2 separate regions of the Pan troglodytes genome follow, and region 1 is linked to region 2. The links are chromatin contacts, called in public HiChIP or PLAC-seq maps. All regions are on one chromosome and are shown on one strand. Each heading gives the region's core, a stretch centred on a gene start, on an enhancer-like site or on the middle of the called end of the contact. The rest is flanking DNA. Distances are from core to core; before and after follow the strand shown.

Region 1 (4,257 bases), core at 608-3,107, 210 kb before region 2:
GCGCCTACCACTACGCCCAGCTAATTTTTGTATTTTTAATAGAGACGGGGTTTCACCATATTGGCCAGGCTGGTCTCAAACTCCTGACCTTGTGATCTGCCCGCCTCAGCCTCCCAAAGTGCTGGGATTTACAGGCATGAGCCACTGTGCCCAGCCCTGGCTGAAATTTTTTAAAGGAAATAGTTATCCCATGCATTTGCCAGCTTTGTGTAGTTTATTTATTTATTTATTCTTATTTATTTTTTTGAGACGGAGTCTCGCTCTGTCACCAAGGCTGGAGTGCAGTGGCATGATCTCGGCTCACTGCAACCTCTGCCTCCTGGGTTCAAGTGATTCTCCTGTCTCAGTCTCCCAAGTAGCTGGGATTACAGGCATGTGCTACCATGCATGGCTAATTTTTGTATTTTTAGTAGAGACAAGGTTTCACCATGTTGCCCAGGCTGGTCTCGAACTCCTGACCTCAGTTGATCCACCTGCCTCGGCCTCCCAAAATGCTGGGATTACAGGCGTGAGCCTGGCCGCTTTGTGTAGTTTAAAAATCACTTTCAACTCAACCCCTTTCTGAAGTCGTTATTACTATTATCCCCATTAAACAGAAGCCCTCAGAAAAGCTAATTTTGATTCTGCCATTTGCCCTAATCCGTGTTCCCTTAGGCAAGTCCTTTCAAAAGTCTAAACTTCAGTTTCCTCCTCTATAACATGTGTATGCCAATTAAATGAAATCTCTGCCAGGCCACAAGCCATGACACAATGGAAAGGTAGGTGGACTTTGGGGTCAGGCACACCTAACAAATTCCAGCTGCTCCACTTAGTAGCTGTGTTATCCAGGGAAGGACATGTTCTGACACTGGCTGACGCCTAACTGTGTGCACACATAGACAATTATTTCATTGAATCTTCAAGCCCCTGAGTAAAGTTAATCTTTACTATAATCTCCGTTTTGGAAACTAAGCCAAGACATGGCGAGGCTGAGTAATTTATCCTTGGTCACCCAACTCTAAAAGAGCTGGATTTGCGCCCAGCATGTGGATTTCAGCGTCTTCCTGGTAAATCGCCACCCTCAGTTGCCACCTGAACAGTAACTCTCCACGAAATGGATGAGAGTTGAATCCGTAACTGGAGGGAACCAGGCATCTGGCTTTGGAATGCAGACCGCCCCTGGCCGACTGCCAGAGGTGGGAGGCCTGAAGTTTGGGCTCCTTGCCGCCCTACCCTTTCCACCACAACGCTGCTATCAAGCCTAAACTCCAGCAAAATAGGCTTTAGGAAAGGCACGAAATTAACTCATTTTACACATAGAGATACACACTGGGACGATTTTGGCTTTTCAAGCTAACTCAGAAAATGGAGATACAGGCCGGGCGCGGTGGCTCACGCCTGTAATCTCAGCACTTTGGGAGGCCGAGGCGGGCGGATCATGAGGTCAGGAGATCGAGACCATCCTGGCCAACATGGTGAAACCCCGTCTCTACTAAAAACACAAAAAATTAGTCGGACGTGGTGGCAAGCGCCTGTAGTCCCAGCTACTCGGGAGGCTGAGGCAGGAGAATCGCTTGAACCCTGGAGGCTGAGGTTGCAGTGAGCTGAAATCGCGCCACTGCACTCCAGCCTGGGCGACAGAGCGAGACTTCGCCTCAAAAAAAAAAAAGAAAAGAAATTGGAGACAGGACGGCACTCCCCATACCACGGCCACTATACAACCGAAGGCACCTCCTCCCGCCTCCCTCCAAGTGGCGCTGTAGGACCGGCCCACCTTCCACAGCGCAGCCGCCTCAGTTTGGCCTCCCTCGGAGGCCATGCAGCGGAGAAACGTGACTTCATGGCTAGAGGGGCATTTCCCAGGAGCCGCCCATGCCGCCGCGTGACCTTCACACTTCCGCTTCCGGTTCTTTATTCCGGAAGTTGCTCTCAGAGGCCGCGTGCGGTTGTTCGCTTTGTGAAATTCCACCATGGCGTACCGTGGCCAGGGCCAGAAAGTGCAGAAGGTTATGGTGCAGCCCATCGTATCCTACGCGGGATGTCAGGACTAGGAGGTTCGGGTCAGAATACGGGGTGCGAAGGCGCAGGCTGAGAGCAGGCCTGGGATAGCGGAGTACGGATCCACATCCCATGAGCCCCCGGGGCTACCAAGACTGGAAGAAAGCGCGGGTAGTTGAACCGTGATGGTGGGGAGGTGGTCTTGGGTGGACCCCTGCCGTGGGGAATGCAGGAATGGACGCGGCAAAAGGAGGGAAGAGAACTTTAGGTGCGGAGTGAAAACGGGAGTTAACGGTTTTGGGAAACTCCAGGGGAATGAAAGTGGAATGGATGTTCTTTAGTCTTTAGAAGACCCCTAATGAATGCCCAGCTGGGCACTTGTTGTTTGCGTAAGCACCAGACCTCGCGTTTAGTAAACAAAGGTGAGACGGGAATAGGGTCGTCCAGTTGTTTCAGGAAGCAGAGTCTATGCTGCTTTTGTATTTTTTCCTTAGCCACTGTGGTGCAGAACCTCATCTTCAGATACTTACAAAATGTACGTAAGTTGCTTGTTTCGTAACTACTTTTTAAATAAGAGGTGAACTGATTTAGTTTTTTGTGTTAACCTGAGCGATTGCTGTGTTCTAGAATTTAAAAATAGATGTAACTGGAGATTGGAGGGTAATTGAGGGGAAGGAGTACTTAGCACTAATGTGATGAAGTGGTGTGTATCCATGCCACTTCCCAACATGCAAAGAATTGTATCCATTACTTTGCAAGATCAAAAATACTTTTTAATTCCAAAAAGTATTATTAGCAGACTTGACCATGGTATTTGGGCATCAGTAGTTTTGTTAGTAGTGATTATGGCTAGAACATTGGAACCTCTCCCCTTTAGGATGAAACATTGGAAGAAAAACCCAGCCAACTTAAACCATGTCAAGAGGTGGTGTGTTTAATACCTGTGGGAAAACTTAAAGACGAAAAAAGGAAGAGAGAAGGGGTAGCTTCAGAGGAGTTTAGTGGCAGCTGCTTTCCTTTGAGGGAAGTTTTAGCAACTTAAATTTTATAGTGTGATAACACAACTGAAAAACATTAATTTCAGGTGATAATAATTTTTAACCACCTGAATTGAGGGCTCCTGTCCTAGTTGTTAGGTGTGTGACATGAGAAAGCTTTGTTTTGGAACTGGATTTTGCTGCAGGAGATAAGCCCTTGGTCATTAGAAATTACTGCTTTGTGCTATGCTGTCAAAAACTTTCACTCTTAATAGATTGAGACCAGAAGCAGTAAGAAATATTGAGTCCCAAAATCACAGGAAAATTATTAGCTTATACAGTTCCAATATAGAACTTATTAAATGAAAATTCTCTTTGAGGTTATTATTATTGGTGAATAATTCTTAGATATGGGCTAAATAGTTAAAACTTTTGACTTACATTCATTACAATTTTTTTAGGAGCCATATTTCTCTTGTCGTTTGACCAAAATGGTTAGGTTTTGTATACTTCAATTTTTGGGGGGGCGGGGGGCGGGGAGATCTTGCTTAATGTTGCGCAGGCTTATATTGAACACCTGGCCATAAAGCGAATTATTCCGCTTTGGCATCCCAAAGTATGGGAACGGTGTGAATCGAGGCACCTGGCCTGTTTTTCTTTTCTTTTTTTTTTTTGAGACGGAGTCTCACTGTGCCCAGGCTGGAGTGCAGTGGCGCGATCTCAGCTCACTGCAACCTCTGCCTCCTGGGTTCAAGCGATTCTCCTGCTTCAGCGTCCCGAGTAGCTGGGACTACAGGCGTGCGCCACCACGCCCAGCTAATTTTTTTTGTATTTTTAGTAGAGATGGGGTTTCACCATGTTAACGAGGATGGTCTCTGTCTCTTGACCTTGTGATCCACCTCCCTCGGCCTCCGAAAGTGCTGGGATTACAGGCGTGAGCCACCGCGCCCGGCCCTATTTTTCTTTTTTTAACGTTTCCACTTTTATGATTATTTCAGAGATCGCGGATTCAGGTGTGGCTCTATGAGCAAGTGAATATGCGGATAGAAGGCTGTATCATTGTGAGTATCCAGGCGATTTCATCTCATAGCAGTTCGGTCGTAGAAAAAGACTTAACAGAAAGTGTCTAGCCAGAACAGTGTATAAAAAGTCAAAGATCCAACCTAAGGAAAGTTTTTCAGGTGCTGCTGTTTAGCCTTTTTTATTGTTGATCGATAAGGATTGGGTAGTTTTTAATAGGGAAAATAACTTTTAATTCATTTTCTTTCCTCTGTCTATGTTGAGAAGAAAATTTGTATTTGAT
Region 2 (4,226 bases), core at 799-3,298:
TCCATAGTTATCCAAACATCAGGCCCTTAATGTTGGCTTCTCCCACTCTCTTACACCAACCTGTTTTCTCCTTTCCATTCCCCCTACTCCCAGCTTAGCTCAGGCCTGCATCATTTTTACCCCGGCCACTGCCATTGTCTGGTCACTGGCCTCCTTCCTACCTCCAGCTAGATTGATGCCATCTGAGACCTTGCTTAGAATCCTTCAGTGGCTCCCCATTTCCTTCCATCAACAAGTATTGATCAATAAGTATTTATGAAGGGCCTGCTCTTTCCCAATCTCTGGCTAGGCATACTGGAGAGATACATCCCTGCCCTTGTTGAGCTTACAGTCCGGGGGGAGACAGACAAATGAATGGTTACCATATTATTTACAAATGGGGTTTTTCCAGAGCCCACAGATGGGGCACCTGGCCCAGATATGGCCATCAAGAAAGGCTTCAGGGAAAGTTGATGTCTAGGCTGAGACCTAAAAGATGAATAAAAGGAGTTAGCCAGGCAAAGCAGTGGGCAAGGATGAGCCCTTAGAAGGCCTTCAGAGCCTTGCTGACCATCACCTTTGAACACATGCTGGCCACCCACACTGTGGGCATAGACTTATTAGTAGGTCCATGATTGTCACTCCTTTAATCTGCCCTACACCCACAGGTCCTTCCAAGACCCATTTCAGATGCCACCTCCCCCAAGAAGTTCCAGTCCCCATATCCCAGTGTCTTTGGTGGCCCTGTGCCCATTTGCCTGCCCTATCTTAGCCCTCTCCACTTCACTGCAATGGTATATTCACCCATTCCTTTACAAAATCAGAATCCAGAAAGGGCAGGACACCGTCTCATTTGTCTTCGTGTCCCCAGCACAAGGTAAGGCAGGCATATGTAGACTTTTTTTTTTTTTTTTTTTGAGACAGAGTCTTACTCTGTCACCCAGGCTAGAGTGCAGTGGTGCGATCTCCACTCACTGCAACCTCTGCCTCCTGGGTTCAAGCAATTCTTCTGCCTCAGCCTCTTGAGTAGTTGGAATTACAGGCATGCACCACCACACCCGGCTAATTTTTGTATTTTTAGTAGAGGGGTTTTCACCATGTTGGCCAGGCTGGTCTCGAACTCCCAACCTCAGGTGATCTGCTGCCTTGGCCTCCCAAAGTGCTGGGATTACAGGCGTGAGCCACCGCGCCTGGTCATATGTAGACATTTGATAAATACGTTGAATGAAAGGAAACCAACTCTCCATTCTCCCCCACCCTCCCATATAATGGGACAGGAGAAAATAAGATTTATTTGAGAGGCTGCAAATGACAGGATTAGGGAGTGGTTGGAGATATCAGGAATCCATCTAGCTACAGGTGAGATCAGGTTTTGTTTTTTTTGAGACGGAGTCTCGCCCTGTCGCCCAGGCAGGAGTGAGTGCAATGGCGCGATCTCGGCCCACTGCAACCTCCCACTCCCGGGTTCAAGCGATTCTCCTGCCTCAGCCTCCCGAGTAGGGGGTTACAGGCGCGCCACCACGCCCGGCTAAGTTTTTGTATTTTTAGTAAAGACGGGGTTTCACCGTGTTAGCCAGGATTGTCTCCATCTCCTGACCTCGTGATCCGCCCCCGTCGGCCTCCCAAAGTGCTGGGATTACAGGCGTGAGCCACCGCGCCCGGCAGAGATCAGGTTCTTAAGGGAAGTCCGGAGAAATGGGGTTTTTAAAAAACCCGAGTCCAGGCTATCTGTTTGGAGGGGTTGGGAGGCTTGGAGCTGGACCAATAACTTCTTAGGTCTTGCTTTAAGGAGTGAAGATTCTCTGTAGCGACCCTCATACCTGGGCAGTGGGAGAGGGCAGAATCCTTCTTTCTTCTCTTCTCTACACCCCCTCACTCCACCCCCACCCTTCCCCGCCGCCCGTAAACCTTAGCTTTCCCCTTTCCAACAGAGGTTTCCAGCTGTTGATGCCTGGATGGACCCGGCTGCAGGGAGGAGGAGGAAACTCTCTGTCCCTCCCTTCTTCTGCAAGTCCCCACCCTCCCTCCCTCCCTCCTCCCCCTGCGCGCTCTCGGTCTCCCTCCCTCTTTCTCCTCTAGGCTGTCCAGTCGCCTCGCAGCAGCGAGCCGCGAGCGCCCTTCTCCAGTCCCGGCTTGGAACTGAACTGTGTGAGCACGGGTCCTGGAACCCGGGCCCAGAACCGGCGAGCCCAGGTCTGAGCCCAGAGCTCAGCGGTCAGCCTGGTAGGCCCTGACTCGGAATCGAGCCGAGGCGCTGAGCTTGGAGCCGGAGAGCGGGAGAGCCGGAGAGCAGGGAGGGCGGGCCGGCTGCGCGTCCGACGAGTCGCAGAGCAGGACCGCGGAAGGCAGGGAGACGGCCGCAAGCCCAGGGCAGAGGGCAGAGGGCAGAGAGCGGCCTGGCTCGGCGGAGAGGGCGCCGCCCGGCCGGAACCGAGCTCGCCGCCCGGGACGGCGGCCCCCCGTGGGGCGCGGACCCAGGGTGGCCGTGGGTCCGCAGCGACTCCCCGGCCGACGGCGGGGGGCGTGCCCCCTCCCAGCCCAGCCTCCCCAACCCGGCCCGCCCGCCGCGTCGCGGGGGCATGTGAGCGGGAAGCCTAGGCTGCCAGCCGCGAGGACCGCACGGAGGAGGAGCAGGAGCGCGGAGCCGCGAGCCCCGAGCCCCGAGCCCGGCGCCTGGCTGAGTAGTAAGTGCACCCCTCCCCGCCATGATCGCGCCGTCGCGCCCATTTCCCCAGCCCTCTGAAGTTTGACACTTGCGCCCCTACGTTTCTGGCACCCACCGGCTCTCTTCCCTGCGAGTTTCCACCCTGTGCAAAGTTTTTCGAGGAGGGACGGACCCTCACCTACCCCCAACAACGCTGGGCAGTGGCGGCTCCTCCCTGGCCGACTTGGGTCCTTGTGGAGAGGGATGGCAGCCTCTAAGGCAGTGCGTGGCTGTGTGTGTGTTTGTGTGTGTGTGTGTGTGCGCGCGCGCGCGCGTTCACCACGCGGGTCGAGCTTAGGGTGCACCCCCAACCCGCTCCTCGCCGACCGCAGAGGACTAGGTCTTTCTCATCAGCCCGACTATGCGCCTAGTTTAAGGATTTCTCAGCGGGAAGCCGAGGCGACCTGCGCGCGTCCTGCGTGGGGCTCAGGTGCCTGCGACGAGGCGCAGAGCTCCTCCACCATGGTTGCGTGGGGTGCTGGGGGACAGACGCGCGCCCCTTGCCACGGTTTCAGGGTCGTTCCCCAGCGGACCAGACCGGCGCCGCATCCTGTTTGTTTTCTGCTCCGGCTGCTCCTGTCCCATCCCCACCCCCACCGCAGGCTGCTTCTTGCTACCCCCACCTCCCGCCCTGGGATATCGTAGGTGAGCCTTTTCATCCCGATTCCGCTGCAAACGCTGATCGCGCCTAGGGGTAGGGAGATGCGGAGCGGGTAGTCGCTCAGTTGCCAGCGGCTCGCCATTGTTTTCCCACCCCGCGCGTTCCGTACGTAAACACACACGCACACACAAGGTTGTGTGTGTGCGCCGGCTCTGGCTGCTTCCCGTCCCCAGGCGCGCAGGGATCGCCCGCGGGATTCGCTCAGCTGCCCGCATGGGTCTTCAGGCTGGAGGCGCTCCAGGACTTAACTGGAGCTGGAGAGGACAAGAGACGTGGGGGTTGCCGGACAGTACCGGGCGGGGCGGTGAGCCGGGCCTGGGCGGGAAGTGAATTTTGAACTTCAGCCCTGGACCTTTCCGGGAGGACCCCGAGCGCTGGAGCGGCGGCTCCCGCCCTGGAGGGCCCGCGGCAGCTGCAAAGACTCCGCTGGCGCTTTTGGCAGCCGCCTCGGTGACAGAGGCTTGGAGGAAGCCGAAGAGTTTTCCTGGGAAGTTTGCTTTGACTCTCTGGGAATTTCCGGGCAGGACGCCTCGGCGCTGGCGCTGGCGCTGATGAAGGGGTCTGGCCAAAGACGGCCAGAGACGATGCTGCTGGCTCTTGACCACTAGGCTGTACTTGGCTCTCAGCAGTCCAAGTAGGTGGGTCCCTATCTCCCGGAGTTCATGCCTTCCAAACCAGTATCCCCCGAAGAATCACGACATGCCGGTTTCAAAGATGGGTGCATAACTCTGCTCGTTTTGGAGTCCAGGGAGGCAAGCTCGGTTCCAGCCGGGCGGCGCTCTCCGTCGAGCCAGGCCGCTCTCTGCCCTCTGCTCGCTGCCCTGGGCTTGGGGCGGTCTCCCTGCCTACCGCGGTTCTGCTTTCGGACTCGTCCGACGCGGC

The links. HiChIP or PLAC-seq counts read pairs in DNA pulled down with a chosen protein or histone mark.
Region 1: a contact with region 2 is called in an H3K4me3 HiChIP or PLAC-seq map of stem cell-derived excitatory neurons, with 3 times the contacts expected there. The contact joins the promoter of SNRPE here to the promoter of SOX13 in region 2. A contact is called at or near these places in 1 of 7 Hi-C or Micro-C datasets (blood), 1 of 1 datasets of contacts at active chromatin or transcription factors (stem cell-derived excitatory neurons) and 1 of 1 other capture datasets (stem cell-derived neural stem cells).

What each region holds. Positions count from the first base shown.
Region 1 is chr1:45,227,540-45,231,796 of NHGRI_mPanTro3-v2.0_pri, reverse strand. It overlaps SNRPE (small nuclear ribonucleoprotein polypeptide E), which reads left to right and starts at 1,857. Exons shown (of 5, transcript XM_001158544.7): 1 at 1,857-2,003; 2 at 2,486-2,512; 3 at 3,953-4,015. The coding sequence starts at 1,950.
Region 2 is chr1:45,017,324-45,021,549 of NHGRI_mPanTro3-v2.0_pri, reverse strand. SOX13 (SRY-box transcription factor 13) reads left to right here and starts at 2,048. Exons shown (of 14, transcript XM_016936606.4): 1 at 2,048-2,663.